Regions from separate parts of the Mus musculus genome. Here region 1 is linked to region 2. Evidence: chromatin contacts called from public promoter capture Hi-C data. All regions are on one chromosome and are shown on one strand. Each heading gives the region's core, a stretch centred on a gene start, on an enhancer-like site or on the middle of the called end of the contact. The rest is flanking DNA. Distances are from core to core; before and after follow the strand shown.

Region 1 (2,700 bases), core at 42-2,541, 5.4 Mb before region 2:
TCTGCTTATTTGTTCCACATTTTAGAGGCTGCTATCATTTGCTCTCTGGAGGCAGCAACTTTGATCTCTGCCCTCATTGTTCTTCCTCTCTGATTTAGGACTATGTTCCTGTAAGGTTCCTTAGGGTTATTAAGCCCACTTTGGCAGACAGGATTACCTCCCCACTTAAATGTTCTTGATTTAATTTAATTAGCCATTTCTTTTCCTGCCGTATAAAGTACCTATCACAGGTTCTGAAAACAGAATGTGGACATGTTTGTTCGCATGTCCTATTTCTCTCTTGGAATATTTGAGTTCTTAATTCTATTCCCCAAACTTGGCTCTTTATATTTGTTATTTCTAGAAGCACTACCACCAATCTCTGAGTAGGGCTCTCTCTCTCTCTCTCTCTCTCTCTCTCTCTCATTAGTATTAAGAAAGGAATTAAAATTCAGTGCAAATCCTGTTTATTCCATTTCTGAAAACTTATTAATTGTTCATCTGCCATCAAATCTCACTTGGATGATGGCAAGGCCTGGCTTCGCTCCCTGATTCATTACTGCACTATCCTGGTCTAGGCTGAATAGCACTGACATGGTTGTGAACAAAAACTTCCGGAAAGAAACTGCGTCTGACTGTGAAAGGAAATTCCTGAAAGTTAACTGTTTCTGCAAAGACTATTGGCTGATTAGAATTTCAGTACTCTGGAGAGATTGCAATTTTGCTGGTCCAGAGACCAATAATTACCTTATCTTGGGCTAAGTCAGAACTAACATCATGATACAATAGATACAAAACAAACAAACAAACAAACAAACAAAACCACAAACAACCTTTTAGAATCTACTGACTTATCAGGCAACTAGCTTCTACCAATACAAAAGCCGAGTGCCATTAGAGTCATCCTGAGCCTATAGAAAAGCTTCCACTACCTGCTTCTTGTATGTACCCAACAATATATTTTAAACTTGCCTTAATTTGTGACTTTCTCTGCTCTGTAAAACCACAAAAACTTTATGAAACTGCTTCCATGAAATTTGGGGTGACCATATCATTGTTCCAGGGTCATGATCACTCAAAATGGCTTCAGAATAAACTCCTAATCCTTTTAAGATGAGAGCTATGGTTTTTACCTTTCATTTTTTGTTTCCAGCGGCACGTTACATCCGAATTCATCATAAGGAAATAGGTTCTTACTGTATACTAGACAGGGTATGCAACTGTCAGCTCACTGTTGCAGATTAGGGTTAGGCTCCACCCTTGCAGATTTTTAAAAGGAGTAAGGCCGGGCTATATGCAAACCGAGTTCCCATAATGCCTTGTTTTCTTTGGAGTCGAAGGTTCCTGCAAGTGGAAAACTTCCTGGAGCTGACCTACTAGGTATTGAACCAGTTTCTGCATTGCTGAATCAATCTCCCAAGGGTAATTCCACAGAAATCCCAGGGGCTTGGAGTAAACAAGACCGCGCCTAGCCCAGCTAGAGGAAGTTTTATTCCGGAACCCAGCGCCATTTCTGGGTGGGACTGCTTTCTACACCATTTGCCGTAAAACGTTGTTTGAGAACGGTGTGAGGGGAATGGAGGTCTCTTCTCGGAGTTCAGAGCCTCTGGATCCGGTGTGGCTCCTTGTAGCCTTCGGCCGGGGAGGAGTCAAGCTAGAAGTTTTGCTGCTGTTCTTGCTGCCATTTACTTTGGGTGAGCTGCGGGGAGGCCTGGGGAAGCACGGACACACGGTTCACCGGGAACCCGCGGTAAATAGGCTCTGCGCAGACTCCAACGCTGGTCTGGGCTGCCTGTGAGTGCTCAGCGCCCCTTTCCCATGGGTGAGCGTGGGGCGCCCTCTACCCAGATCTTGGGTCGTACGCAGCCGGCAGGAACGCGTGGTCTCCCAGCTGCTTGTCTTTATTAGCTGTACGCTGTGCTTTTCTGTGCTGAATGTAGTGAGAGAAACGGTGTGGGGAGCAGGGGGTTGCAGGAATATTGAGAGATGCAATTTCTAATCCTAGAATTTGGTTATGAGGAAAGTTAATATTTTTGTGTTTCCTTATCTGTGAAATGGAGATATTGATGTCTTTCGTGGTATTGGTATTTAATAGGTGCCATCAAATATCTAACCCAATTTCAGCTCCTTAATTTATTTCTATCTTGAGACATTCCCTATGCACTTTCTCCGAAGGCCTAGACAAACAGGCCCAGGGATACAGTTTTCACACAGTGAGACTGTGTACTTTATCTCCCACCCCAAATCCTCATTAACTCCCTTGAGCTTCCACTTTAAGGAAGGTCCTTCCACTCCCACTCCAAGGTAAGATTTGAAAAGCTAGCAAGCCTCAAGGTGCAATGAAATATTTGCAAGTAGAAAAGACTGTAGAATTTACATATTAAATTTTACTGATGGTTAAGAACAAAATAGAGTGCCCATTTTACCCACCATGAAAGTTCTAATTTCCCTTTCCTTTCTCCTTAATCAGAACTTTCTAAGAGAAAGACTTCCTTGAAGTCTTTTGCATTGTTTGTTTTTTATTGTATTTCCAAAGTTAAATGAAAATGATTTTTTTCCAACATATAGTTATTGGTTACATATTATTTGACTCTCTCTGCCACATAATTAATGCTGCTAAGACTTAAAAGAAAATAACTGAGTCTAGAAGTTAAATCAAAATATGTATTGGAAAGTACATTAACAAAATGAAATGCAGTTTCATTTTTTAAATTATATTAT
Region 2 (2,700 bases), core at 17-2,516:
TGCCTTCCTGGGGAAACTGGGTGCTGGGATAAGCCCTGGGCACTAAGTGACCCTAAAAAGAAATGGGATGTGAGCAGAGAGACAATGAGAGGGATCACTGGAGAGGAAAGAGGAACTGAGAGCATTTTTATGTTTTAATTTTATGTGCATGCATGTTTTGCCAGCACGTATGTCGTTACATACCTGTTGCCTGTGGGCCCAGAAAAGGGAATCAGATTCCCTGAGCTGGATTTATAGATAGTTGTGACCTACTATGTGGATGTTAGGAACTGTACCCAGGTCTTCTGCAAGAGCAGCAACTGCTGAGCCACCTCTACAATTCCAAGGATATTTACTTCTTTTTTTAAAATTATTTTATTTTAAATTTATTTTCCACACTCCATATTCCATACCCCCGCCCCTATCCACCCTCCGTTTGCATCACATCCCATACCTCCTATGGATATTTACTTTTAAAGAAAAATATTTAGGCATTTAGGTGCTATTAGGAAAGTGGAAGCAGTATACTCAGTTTAGAAGAGCCTTGTGAATATTTGAATCTGATGAAGTGTTCCCCTCGGATCTCATATTCAGTAAATCCTGTCGGCGTGAGCCACCACAACCCATGCGAATCGCATATCCAGATTTTGAAAATATGGAGATGACAGAGAGGTCAGCAGTTGAGTTTTGCATGCATGTCTAGATTCAAGTTCAGATTATTTGTTATACTGTGCCTCTGTTATCCGCCCCCCCACCCCCCGCCTCCCCTCCCCTCTTCTTTTCTTTTCGAGACAAGGACTCTTGTCTATAGCCAGGCTGTCCTCCAAACGCCCTCCGCAGGGCTGCTATGGCAGGTGCGCGCCAACTTTTAAAGTAATAATCAACTTCGCAGCTAACTTTTATAATAATAATCCCCTCAGAGCTAACACCTTACGCTTGTCCTACGGTTAGAGCGAGCGGCCTCCCCGCAGCACAGACCTCACCTTACCCTGCTCCTCAAGCCCGCCCAGCCGCTCAGGGTTTAACCCTCATTCAGACCCGCAGTCCGCTCCTCCCAGCGTGCGGAGCCCGTCTCTAGGCAACGCCAGTGCATCCGACGTCTGCGCAGGCTCCGCCGCCGGCTCTGCTTGTTTTTAAACAGTCGTCCAAAAGGGCCAATCAGAGGCGGCTCACCGAGAAGCCGGGTGAGGACTGGTCGAAAGCCTCTCGCCATGGCCAATGGGCGTGGAGGCTAGCTGGGCGGGACCGGAAGTGAGCGGGAGGGAAGAGGGGCGGCGGCGGCGGGCAGTTTGAATCGCTCGTGCTGGTCGGGGAGGAACGGTGCGCTGTGTGAGGAGCTCGGCGGTGAGGAACTCGGGGCTCGCAGAGCCCGGAGCCAGGTTCTGTGAGGAGCTCAGGTGAGCAGCGTCCCCCCTCGGGGCCCCCGTCCTCCGCCCGCGGCCCCCCATCGGAGGCCCGCATGGTTTCTAGAAGCTTCTTTCTCACTTGGCGGCTTAGGGTCGCCAGGGTGCCAGGCTGTGCTGTGTGCTCAGCAGCCAGAACTAGCTAGCACTGGCAGAGAGGCAGGGGATCCTGACGGAGGACAACAGCAGAAACCTGCCAGACCCTCTTTAGGGCCTGAGGCGGGCGGTGGGCCCATGAACGGAGCCCTCCGCATTTTAAAGACATACTTTCGGTGGAAGTTCTTTTACACCGTCACCACAGAGATTTTGCTTCATCTTTCAAAGTCTTCTTCTCAGACCCTGCCTCTTTAATCTTAATTTTTTACATTTACGGATTTTACAACTTTTGCTCTAGTGACCCGATTTAGGTGGCTGACAGGTTGTTCCGTACCCAGTCAACACCTAATGGCAATTAGGCGATCGGTGTGATGTATTTATATATAAGTGTAGGAGAGGTAGAAAATGTATATAAGTGTGTAATGAACATAGTAAAAAAAAATGCCTTTTAAACACCCAAGACTAATAACCAAAACTCTGACATCACTCACTCCAAATAACAATCCTAAAACCCCATGATCCCCAGTGAACAGTATATAATTGGAGACTAAGACAATGCTCTGCGCTGCACATATGAGAAGACACCACCATAATCTGCCCTCAGGAGCCTCAAATCAAAAACTTCTGTTGGCTTGTAAGGCCTTAATGGGAAAGGTTGTGTGTAGTCTTGCTTCAATTTGATGTCCCAGGATCAGGTGGTATCCAAGGGGGTCTCCTCCCCTCTCTGAGAAGGGAAGGTGTTTGTGAGGATGGGACTGGGATCACAGGCAGAAGGGGAGGCTACCATTAGGATGTAGAATGAATAAATAATAATAATAAAAAGGAAAAAAAAAACTGAACCTGACAAGCTAAAATATGTCACCCAGGTGAGCAGCCCTGGGAAGATAGGGTTAAGACTGTAATTAGAAATTTAAAGTGTAAATACTGTATACTAATCCTCAGCATAATAAAATATAACTTTAGTTATCTTAACTACATTTGTAAATATCTTCTTGCTCTCAACAAAGTGTGTGACTACAAACATGAATATAGCTGTTTGTAGGTTTTGAATTAGAAAATAAACCTGCTGGATTCCCTTGCTTATATTGCCTCTCTAGATGTTTTGTTGCTTTTATTTTGTTTTGTTTTTTGACTTGTTGGCTGTGTAGCCCTGTCTGGCCTGGAACTCACTCTGTAGACCAGGCTGGCTTCAAACTCAGAGATCCACTGGCCTCTGTCTCCC

What was found. Promoter capture Hi-C pulls out the DNA fragments that hold promoters and counts their contacts.
Region 1: a contact with region 2 is called in a promoter capture Hi-C map of pre-B cells. The contact joins the promoter of Cr1l here to the promoter of Cenpf in region 2. A contact is called at or near these places in 1 of 39 promoter capture datasets (pre-B cells) and 1 of 484 Hi-C or Micro-C datasets (LSK cells).

Annotation. Positions count from the first base shown.
Region 1 is chr1:195,130,161-195,132,860 of GRCm38.p6, reverse strand. It overlaps Cr1l (complement component (3b/4b) receptor 1-like), which reads left to right and starts at 1,291. Exons shown (of 10, transcript NM_013499.2): 1 at 1,291-1,673. The coding sequence starts at 1,556. It overlaps Gm32313 (a long non-coding RNA gene), which reads right to left and starts at 1,417. Exons shown (of 3, transcript XR_865921.3): 1 at 1-1,417.
Region 2 is chr1:189,686,652-189,689,351 of GRCm38.p6, reverse strand. It overlaps Cenpf (centromere protein F), which reads left to right and starts at 1,266. Exons shown (of 18, transcript NM_001081363.2): 1 at 1,266-1,376.